2 separate regions of the Gossypium arboreum genome follow, and region 2 is linked to region 1. The links are chromatin contacts, called in public Hi-C maps. All regions are on one chromosome and are shown on one strand. The core of a region is the stretch at or near the end of the contact, and the rest is flanking DNA. Distances in the headings are between cores, read along the strand shown. Region 1 has its middle 17 kb from the start of LOC128283864. Region 2 has its middle 43 kb from the start of LOC108472497.

What was found. A called contact is a pair of places that touch in the nucleus more often than the background predicts.
Region 2: a contact with region 1 is called in a Hi-C map of leaf, with 3 times the contacts expected there. The contact joins two enhancer-like sites. A contact is called at or near these places in 2 of 5 Hi-C or Micro-C datasets (both in leaf).

The regions. Positions count from the first base shown.
Region 1 is chr11:45,364,583-45,370,415 of ASM2569848v2, reverse strand. No RefSeq gene overlaps it. Among protein-coding and RNA genes, the nearest start is that of LOC128283864, 17 kb to the left of the region's middle. Within about 2 kb of position 1,820, at least 2 of the 2 cell types and tissues checked have an H3K27ac peak or open chromatin away from gene starts, as enhancers often do. A contact at or near this core is called in leaf, where this site is marked.
Region 2 is chr11:45,647,839-45,653,930 of ASM2569848v2, reverse strand. No RefSeq gene overlaps it. Among protein-coding and RNA genes, the nearest start is that of LOC108472497, 43 kb to the left of the region's middle. Within about 2 kb of position 1,445, at least 2 of the 2 cell types and tissues checked have an H3K27ac peak or open chromatin away from gene starts, as enhancers often do. A contact at or near this core is called in leaf, where this site is marked.

The DNA.
Region 1 (5,833 bases), core at 571-3,070:
CCCATTCTAATATGGTTTTACAAATACTTAAATATAAGTCTATTGAACAAGGTGAAGACTTTATTCAGAAAAAAAAAACCAAAATTTACCCAATGAAAGGTTTGAACTTGGGACCTCACACACACACTTAGAACACTTAATTATTAAAGCACTACAAATTTATGTCATAAAATCACAAATATATATATATATATATATATATATATATATATATAAATTTTATGCGTTACATTAATATATATAATCTAAAATTTGTAAAATTAAAATATATATATTTTAAAAAGTCTGTAAAAATTTTAACAATTTTAAAACAATACAGTTGACTTTGATTAATTATTGATCAACATTGACTGAATTTTAATTTACACTTTTAATATTTTAAGAAACTTTATATATATATATATATATATATATATATATATTATTGTTGAGTCTTTTATAACAAATATATTTTTGAAGTTATTACCATTTTCAATAATTTTTATATATTTTTAATTATATATGCTTTTAATTTTCTAATGTCTAATTTTTTTCCAGTTTTAGAATTTTTCAATATATTTTAGGTTTTTTTTCAACATATATTAAAATCATTGTAATTTGTCTAGAGTTTATATACATATATTGAATTTTGACATATTTTTAGTTTCCTAGAGTTAAACAAAATGTTAAATTTTTATTTTTAAAATTTTAAAATTTTTATTTTTAGCTTATATTTATATATTCCAAAAGTTTCTAGATTTTTAAAATTTACCAAGTTTTTAATTTTCTAGAAATTTAACTAATTTTTATTTTGAATATTTATTTATATATTTTAGAAATTTCCAAAATTTTATTTTTTTAAAAATCAATTTTCCATTTTCTATTATATATATGTTAATTTTTATCTCCATAGATGCCATGAGGAGTATTCTAATATGATGAAGTGCCACGTGCCACAATTTAATAGGTGACATTTGTTAGTTGGTTTCCAAAACATATTTTAACATTATTGGACTAAAGTGATAAACAGAATGTAAGTACCGATCTGAGAAAAAAATAGCAAAATAAGAAAATCAATGTAGTTTAAGGGCTAAATCGTGGCTAAAATATTTTAGAAAGTTCACATAATTATAATCATTAAAAATACTTTTTATAGTTTTAGAAAATAAAGTTTCAATTTGTTTTAGAATTTTATGATTTTTTAGATGTTTTTGGATTTATTGTTAAAAATATATAGAAATTTAATGGGCTAAATTAGATATCAATCCTATATAAAACATTGGACCTCATAATTCTGTCAAGGGGTTAATGGACAAATGGACAAATGACCAAACGTTACAAATACCCAAATTTAGTGATGATTTTGAAACTTTTTACCGTCTATTGACTGGAATGAAAACTTACAAATAAGGAGGTGACTCTTAGTGCAATTTACCCTTTAAAAAATGAAGGTTTTTTAGGCAGAGAAAGGCGTCCAAACCTAGCAGACTTATTTCGTTGGAGAAGTGTGGGGCAAGGGGGATCCCAAATGGTAGGGCCTAGTGGACTTATATCATTGTTGTGCTATAGGTTTACAAATTGCAGGATATGGGAACATCACATGTTTGTGTTGACTTCAAAATTGAGACGCTTAAGAACTATTTCAGCTCCTTTTATTATGACTTACAATTTAAGATCAATTTCTGAATAATTCAATTGCCATTTGGGTATACTAAGAAACAGATAATTTTAAAGTTGGGTTATCTGCAGGTGGTCACGGCTCCATTAGTCTTTATCTCCTACTGCTATTATTACACACTGAAACAGCTACCTCTAGCCTCTCTATCATCTTATGCTTCCTATACTGCTTGGATTTCTGCATCTGTCCCACTATTCACCGCCACCATCACATGCCTTTCTTGTTCTTTCCTTTTCATCTTTTCTTTAACATTCAGAAAGGTAAATTTAAAAAAAAACAAAAAAAGAAAGTTTCAGTCTCCTTCAACTTGCCATCTGTACGGCTATACCTACCTGATGTTGAATATTGGAAGTTGGGGTCATTAGCTTTGAACGTTTACTCATCAAGTGTAGAGAAAATCTACATTTTTTGTGGTCACTTGAGTTGTTGATTGACAATGACAACCCTTCGTCTATTTAAATTATTGGAAATGTGTTTGTTAGTTTGCCAAAATCCAGAAACTTGTACGGGGAAAACAAATAAAAAAATTAGTGGTGCATATAAACCTAGAATCAACACATGAGAAGAATCAAACCATCGCAGATAAAGGTCTAGGTTATCGGAATTTAAGGTAAAGTATTTTTAAGTGTATGTGTATGATAAAAGGGTATATTCATTCTCTTCAATTCGTAATCATATATTATACGCATATGGCCTTATGATTAGCATCCTTAGGAGAAAGGTGAATTGGGTAGAGAAGAAATACTAACTAAAATTATTGGCAGAATCAGAACAAGCTAGCCAGAAGGAATCAAAATAAATTCTCCATTATTTCATGCCATATTCTCATTAATAATTTAATCTCATAACTCAATCAATTTGCAGCATCTGGTGCCTGCAAGATTATGAGAAATAAAGAGCTGTTTCTGGTACACTGAAATTATTGTACCACCGCGTGGCACTTGGCACATCTTCCTCGGCTTTACATCAACAATTGAAAGCAGCATTCCTGTTGGCTTTGGCTTATTTGGAGCTTCATTTAAATATTAGATTTGTATAGTTAAAATATCACATCATACCACTAATTATCAGCTATAAATTGCATTTCCTATCATCTAGTGCTTTCATACTATATGCTAATACTATGTACTAGAATGTTTGACACATCTACATTTTTCTCTTCGGATCTTCAAGTGCAAATTATATTTTGTTCTCTTTAGAAAAAAAATAATAAATTAATTATTATATATTAGATTGAAGAGTAAATTGATCATTCTATTAAAAATTCTATCTATTTTTACTGTTAAAAATTTATCCATGTATGTTTAAATGAGGTACACATGACACGTCATATATAATTGTCTGATTATTCTGTTAGCAATGTCAGAAATGGATGAAATTTTTAACAAAAATGATCAGTTTTACTCTTTGATCAAATTTACTGGGACTAATTTACCCATTTTTTTTGGGTAAAAGGGCAAAATAAAAACTAACTCTTAATACAATGGCTCCCATTATACTTTTACCCTTTAATTGTTTTTTTTAGGTTAAATTCTGCTATTAGTCTCTGTACTTTGCAAAACTTGTGGATTTATTCCTTCTACTTTTATTTGATTAATTTTAGTCCATGTACTTCTTAATTTGGTCAATTTTAATCCTACTTTTCAAATTTTGAAATTTTAGTCCTGACACAAAGAGTAGTAGGTAAATTTGTTTTCAATTACTAATCCTTCACTATTCATACAGGTGTAGATTTAGTCCATTTTATCCAATTGGATCATTCTAAGTCCTTATACTTTTCAAATTTTGAAATTGCAATCTTAACGCAAATGGTTGTCGTTAATCTATTAATTGAATCTTTTTAGTGAGTAATATGTGAAAATGATAAGTTAATATGACATTAAAAATATGATAATATGTTTGGCGCATCAAATTTTAAAAATAGCATAACCTTACTTGATCAATTTAACAATTATTGTTTGGTGTGGATAGAAATTTTAAAATTTGAAAAGTACAAGGACTAAAAATAACTAAATAAAAGTATAAGAATTAAATCCATAACTTTTTCTAAATACAAGGACTAATAGCAGAATCATCATCAACATTTCCTTCTGGTTTTATTATTTAAAATTCATAAAGAAAAAGATCAGGGTAATTTTGGGCTGGGTCCAATTCATGGGGAATATAATAGAAACCGAGGGCAATAAGAGCCTAAACCCAGGATGAATTTCAGAAGGGCTGGCCCCTAAGTTATTGTAGCCATTAAACTTGTAACGACGCCTCTGGGCCTACTAAAACTTGGAATTGACTTTTCAAATGGTTTTAATCTCCCAAAGCTCTTTATAATCTTCTAAAATTTAAAGTTTAGTCTTTATACTTTAATTTTGAGATCTTAGTCTCCAATCTCTATACTTTTTTATTTAAAAATCTTATCACATCCATCAGGTTTTCATTAGAATTCATGATGTAGCTGTTAAAAAAGGTAAAATAACTCTTTTAGCTCTAAGATTTTTACAAATTTTTGTCAATTTGGTCCAAACTCTTTAAAAGTACATAAAAATTATAAAAATATTTAAAAATATTTTTTATTTTCAATAAAATTTATGAAAAATTAAAGCTCTTTAAAATGGAAATTTTTTTAAAAATCTCTAAATTCATTTTAAATATTTTTGAAATACATGAAAAAATATAAAATTTCCAAAAATTGTGTTATTTAATCCATAAATGGTAATAAGGTCTCTCCTAGATTTGAGCTATTTTTGGTTCATATTAACTCAAATTTTATAAGTTTTTTAAAATTTTAGATCAGATAAATTATATATATAATTATTTTTATGTCAATTTAATTATAAAGTATATAAAATATTAGTGTAAAATATTTTAAAATAATGATACAAACTCTAAATCGATTTGAATTAAATTTAAATAATGATAAATATATATTACATAATATTAATAAATATTTTTATTCAAAATACACTATACTTTTAATTAAATAAATTAAGTCTTAACTTATACTAAGTCAATCGATTTATATAAAATATTTTTGATATATAAATTATTTGAATTAAATAATGATACAAACTTTAAATGATTCTAATTAAATTTAAGATTACGGAGTAAAATTTTTGGTTCAAAGTATACCGTATGGAAATTTCAATACTTAATTTATTAGCTTTATATTTTGTCAAAATGGGTTCATTTTTATATAAAATTCTTTTAATATGGTGTATTTTGAACAACAAATTATATTAATTTTAATCTAAATTAATTCAGAATTTGTATCATTATTTAAAATTAATTTATACTATTTTTATATATTATATAATTAAATTTACATAAAAATATTTTTTGATATATAATTAATTTTATTTAAAATATAAAATTTTTTTAATCAAATTTTGAATTAATATAGACCAAAAGAATAGTTCAAAGCTTGGAACCATATTAGCATTCATGGAATAAATAATACATTGTTTGAATTTTTAAAATTTTATATCTTTCATATATTTAAATTATTTAAAATGGATTTTGAAAACTTATTTTATTTTTTAATTTTAAAGAGTTTTAAAATTTTCACATTTTATCAATTTTATTGAAAATATGAAAATTATTTAATTTTTAAAATATTTGTTGTAATTGTTTATGTGCTTTTAGTTTGGACCAAATTAACAAAAAAATGTAAAACATGAGGCCTAAAAGAGTTATTTTACCTATTTTATAACAACGACATCATCAATTCTAATGGCAAAACTGATGGAGAAACCAAAATTTGAAGTAAAAAAAAGTATAAGGACTCAATCTCTCAAAATTAAAATAAAAGGACTTAATTTTAAATTTCAAAAGGGTATGTGGGCCTTTGCCATATTTAAACATTTCAAATTCACATGCTTTGCATTTTTATATTTTTACTAGCTCTCAAGTCACGTCCGTTGTATGCAATTTTACGTGATTAATTTTTAAATTTATTAAATAATATTATAATTTTTAAAATATATATTTACTAATTAAATGATAACCGGTTGAATTTATAATAAAAGTCTATCAATTCTGAAAAATAATTGAAGTAATAAAATAACATTTAAAAAGTAATGAAAATAAAAAGCGAGAAACAATCGATAATAAAATATTAAATAATTAGATAAAATAATGTCATTCCAATATGAGTCAAAATTTCATCTAAAAGAATCATTACTT
Region 2 (6,092 bases), core at 196-2,695, 280 kb before region 1:
ATTGCTAATGGATCTTTGCAAGAATGGCTTAATTACATTGTTTCCACGTTCTCTACTACTACATGCAGGATTGTGATTTGTACCCTATGGTACATGTGGTCCGCAAGAAATAGATTAATTCATGGCAAGATGATCTTATTATCTCAAAACATAAAGTACAAAGGGTTGAGTCCTACATTAGAGAAGTTGATATGGTACAGAGGAAATTACCCATTCGAAGGGTTGAGAATGAACGTTGGAGGCCTCTGAAGGCTCCTTTCCTCAAAATAAATTTCGATGCAACATTTCAAGGGAATGATAGGAGATCCTGCACAGGGATAGTTGTTAGAAATTGGGGGGGTTAAGTGGTGGGCTCAATAACAATTGTAAATTGTCACATACCTAAGAGTTTTGCAACGGAGGCCCTTGCATGTCTCCACGTAGTGAGTTTGGGGATAGATTTCCCTATTGGTAATAAAAAAAAGTTGAGGTCTTGCGAGTGAAGATGGGTCAGTTATAGGGGCTTATATATATGATGCAAAGAAAAAAGTAGAGGGGTTCACAAAATGTTTATTTAGACATGATCCTAGAGATGTGAATAGGGTTGCACATTTATTAGTAAGAGAGGAGTTGAGAAGATATGGGAGTAAAGGTGTGTATGGGCCGGGCCGAGCCGGGCCCAACTAAAAATTTAGGCCCGTTTTCTAGGCCCAGCCCGCAAAAATGGGCTTAAAATTTTGCCCAAGCTCGGCCCGAATAGAAATGTTAAAACTCGAGTCCCAATCCGCCCACCCATATTAATTTTTATATTATTTTATATAATTTTAAAATATATATAAACCATCAAAATACTAAAACATTAAAATAAATATTTCTCAACAAATTGAAAATAAATTTTAAAAATATGTATACTTAAATAACACTAAAATAGATGCAATTTAACAAGCAAATTCCTCTAAAATAATAACAAAATTAGTAAATGTCTTTAAAATAATAAAAAATTAACAATAAAATAAGTTTTATATAATATCCAAATAATAACAACAAAATAGTAGCAATATAATAGTAAAATAGTAGTAAAATAGGGAGAAAATAATAAGAAAATAATATTAAAAAAATAATTTTTTTTCATTTAGTGAATTCGGGCTGAACTTAGGCCAAAAATGCCTTACCCGAGGCCTTGTCTGTTTTTTAAACGGGCATTATTTTTTTACCCAGGCTATTTTTTCGGGTCTATATTTTTACCCAAACCCTCTTACATTTCGGGCGGGCTTTCGGGCCATGCCACCCCTTTAGGTGAGGGTGTGTGCCGGACTTTGTGAGGGATGCGATGGACAATGATTGACACAACCGACATGTGGGGGTAGGGGGAAGAAATGGTGGAGATGTTCTATGATGGCACCACACTGGGTGTTTGTTGGTGGACAAGGAACTTTAACGAGGCTTGAAGGTGGGGAAGGGTATTGAGTATTGCTGCTATTTGAGGTGCGGGTACGAAGATCGGGATTGAAGGACGGATCAGAGTAGATGGGTTTCTTTTGATGTGGTGATCTTCGAGTTTTCGACGAGTTTTGGGGGGCCTCGATTAAGATCAAGGGAAGTGAACGATATGATTGTTACCTAGGAACAAACGTTGTCGTTTTGGATTCCATGGTGCTGTGATTGTCCATGGAAAGGGAAAGTGAGTATGGCCTTAGAAGAGATAGAATTCGAGAATGCTCTATCGAGTGGATGCCAACTCAATGTTGGGTTGTTTTATTTGGTTTCGTTTGGTCTCGATTTTTTCTCTAATTGGTTTTGAATTCTTTCTAGTTGTTTGGTTTGTTTATTTTATTATTTTATTATTATGAATAAAATAATCCAGATCCCCTTAAAAAAGTATTATTTTCGATGTTTAAAATTATGAGGGATAATTTTCATATTTTCTAGCTGAACATGGATAAAAGTTCCAGTTTTTTTATGATTGTGAGATTCAAGTATTCATCTTCTCTTATTTAGTCATTCTTTATTTTATGGGATTAGGTTCCATTCCTTATTATTGTTTGTGGTATCATTTCAAGTAGGATCACTTGTTTAGTAACTAGACCCATAATTGGTTTTTTTTATTTATTCTAATAATGATAACAACAATAATTTAACATAAATTGATTGAATATTAGGTGACTGAGTTGTACCATGGCAATGGTAATTTAATTTAAATATATCACTCAATTGAATTTATTGATTAAAGTTGAGTATTTCTAATTTGTAAATCTATTCAAAATTGAATTTTTAAAAATATCTCTTATAGTTGTTCGATTTGCAATGATTAATTGTTGAACTAATCACAGTTAATTTAAAAAAAAAGCTGATGATATAAAATTATTATTTGATTGCTATAACCAACTTTTGAATGAGTAAGAAAAACCTAGTATAATATGTGATCAATCCAATACTGAGACTAATATCACACCTAAGGCTAGAGTTTTCCTCATATTAATTATTTCTTCATTATTTCGAATTTTCTATTTAATATTTTGATTCCTCTTGTTTCCATTATCATTGAAAATTCCATTTATTTATTTGCTTGCAATTTTTTTATAAAATATTTCTTTACAATTTACTTAGTCACGAGCTTAATTAATTTTTGGTCACAGCAGAATTTAATTCTTTTTATACAGAATTTGACCCTATTCCTTTATTTGTAATTCAGTTATGTTATTAGGTATAAAATAAATAAATAAATTCGGTGAATTCGGCGTGCACTCGAAGAGACAAGAAGTGGTATTTGAAGACGAAGAAGAAAAAAATCTGAAAATGAGAAGAGGATAGATGCAAAAAAGGAAGATGCCCCTTCTGAAAAACAACCTCTCGCATAGCTTTTGAACGTGAGAATAATTCTCCTAATAAATAGAGGCCATGCCATGATTTGGAATTTGTTTCTTAATTAACTCTGTAAGGAAAAATAATCTCTTGCTTTGATGATAACCTGACCTCTCTTTTACAATTGACATAATTAATAAATTTAAAATTTAGTGTTTATTTATTATATCAATTTAATTATAATTTTTTAAAAAAAATAACTCTTAAAATTTACACAATTTGATACTAATTCTAGTAAACCCTTATTTTTTCTCCTTTCTTAACAAAAAAAAAAAAAAAAAAACCTTAATTTTCCACTAAACTACAAACTGTAACAGCCTCATCTGACTGCCAATACCTCCGTCGAAGCATCGTTCAGTCGGATTTCTATACCAAAGCAAAGCCTCTCCTTTCCTCTTTGACATTCTTAGCCCCAATTTTCCCAAAATAAACCAGAAAACCTCTTAAAACCAAAAATGCTTTTTAAACTTCCTTCGACCCAATTTCTATCATTAATTCCAATCGACCTAGTTTTCTTTATTTAGGATTTTGTGTGCTTTTGTTAGTAATTTGGTGATGAGGTAATGGTATGGGTACTAAGTTAGTTTCAGTTTGGTGAGTAGACTTGGGTGAGAGATTGTGGAGGTTAGTAGTTAGATTTGGGTAGATGGTTCACCCAAAAATGAAAACTATTTACTTAGGTGTTGCTTCTTCTCGAGAAATAGAAAAGAAGAGAGAGAGTTTTAATGGAGGATTTCAATTATGAGGATTGCAAAATTTTCCAGTTCGTAGTAAATCCATATTCTCCTTGGTTCATACGGAAGTGTAGTAAAACAAATGGAATACTACTGTTGTGGCGACAAATTTCTCTCTTACTTGTTATGAAATTCATTTTTCTACCCCATTAATTATTTGTTACCTTAGATTTCAAGTTCATCATGTTCCATTCCTTCTGGTTAGTATTTCTTATCTCCAAACTTCCATTTTGAAAATCCTATCTACTTATAAATCATAGCCTCTTAGTGTAAGGAACTGGCTTCATCTTACAAGCATGTATCTTTTTGTCTTGGACACATTGGAGAATTTTTTTTTCAAGAGAAAGGGAAAGCGACAAATATGAGTTGACATTTGGAAAAAGAAAAGAAAAGAAAAAGAAAACATTGACAGGTTTGGAGAAATTAGAGATGTTGCTGAACACGACAACTTTAACTCTACTAAAGGCATTTTTTTTTCATTTCATTTGCATCTGGGTAATCTAAGATATTCTTAACCTGTATTTTTTTTTTTTTTTACTTGAGAGAATTTCAGGATTCTTCGCACTCCCTTTCAATCATTTCTAGTATGTATCGAGTATTTTATAATTTTTTTTTTTTTGAGAATCTAGATCATTTGAGATAATTCGGAAATGTTTAGGATTAATTTTTTTAGAATTGTAAATATTAAAGGTTAAGTTTATTATCGTATCAATGTTAGAACTATCTTATTATCATTTCGTCACAAAGTTAATAATAAATACATAATTAATTTTAATATAATTGGGTGAGGCTTGAATTTATTTTAAAAATTGCTTCTTATATAATTATCTTTTCAAAACAAAATAACATAATATAATTATGATGTTTAATAATGATAGAATTTAAAAATTGAAAATTAATTTTATTAACATAATATTTTAATATTTGATAGTTTTTAATAAAAATTAAATATTATTTCAACGCATTAAAAATTCTGAATAACTTATCAGACACCGTTGCAGTATTTTTAGTTGTTAGTTTGTGAAGTGGACCATGAATTTAAATTATGAAATGGGCTTCGCACACGCTAGTGATGTTGGGGCCCAATAAGAATGGACAGGGAAATCTTTTTCAAAATAGAAATAAACGAAGATTTAAATAATTTTGCTATTAGTAAATAAACTCATATCATTCAATATTGGATAACTGTTTCAAGACAAATTAAGTGAGGAAAATTATTTGTGTACAATCTTTTAGATTTTATAAGTGGGTTAGTTTGTCTAAGGAACTGACAAATGGGATACCTGATATCTGCTTCTTTGTGTGCTATGTTGGTCTGCTCAAACATGTTCCTGACTGCTGTAATTTGTTAGTTGCCTTATGCCTTTGCTTTATCATTCTCTTATATTTAAATAAGTTAATATTTGGTACATCGGTCTTGTATTCCTTTTTATTTCATAATTTTTATTTTTTAATATTATATTACACTATTATAAAATACTTTTTAACCCATTAGTTCTATTTATGAAGTTTAAAAATCTACTGATAATGTACTAAATTTTTCCTTTAAATATAAATTAAATATTATGTTAGGTTTCAAAATAGTAATGATGATTTAAGATAGATTATTTTGGATCAGAGTGTAATAAAAGTAGATAGAATTTATTTAAATAAAATGATAAAATTTTGTTTTATTTTATTTTTACCTGTAAATAAAGAAAAGAAAATGAATGATGGAGTGGGAAATTAAAAGATTTCCTTTTCCTTCTTTTTCCGGCCACAGAACATTATCAAATTCGCAATGAAATTGGACGTTTATTGCAATGAGTCCCGGCAGGGTTTATTTTGGATTGTATATAGGAAATAATGTAATGCTTTTATGATGATAAATAAATAAAATTAAGTAAGGGATAAATATTAAATTTATGAAAAAATTAGTTTAATGTTAGTTTAATATACAAATTTTGATTTGGTATAAATATACAAGAAATTTTGATAATGTTTCATATTTTAAATAATTTTTTATTTTAATTCAACTGTATATATTTAAATAAAGAAATGCATCTATTTATTTCAAATTGGATTAATATAATGTTTATGTGTGCAATTATATAAAAGTAAAATAATATAATATCAATGTTGTTAATAATCTATAAAAATTGAATCAAATTAAAATTTTATATATAAAATTATATAAAATTAATATTCAACATCAAATTAAAATCTAATTTTAATATTTATTCGAAAAATCAAAGTAAAAGCACGGTGGCCCATAAAAGCACGGTGGGCCATGGGTGACGAAAGAATCGGATTCATCACTTTGAGTGCAGAAAATTTTTCTTTCAACGATTGAAGATCCAATTTCGAGGATGATCAATTATAAAAATTGTATTTATGGAGATTAAATATTAATTACCAAATGTAGGTCTAGAAACATCCTAAGAAAACATTTGTAAGAATCTTATCACGAAGGCTAATATATAATTGTTATATCTCTATTTGATTTCGAAACATGGCAACGTGAAGCAATTTGAGAAA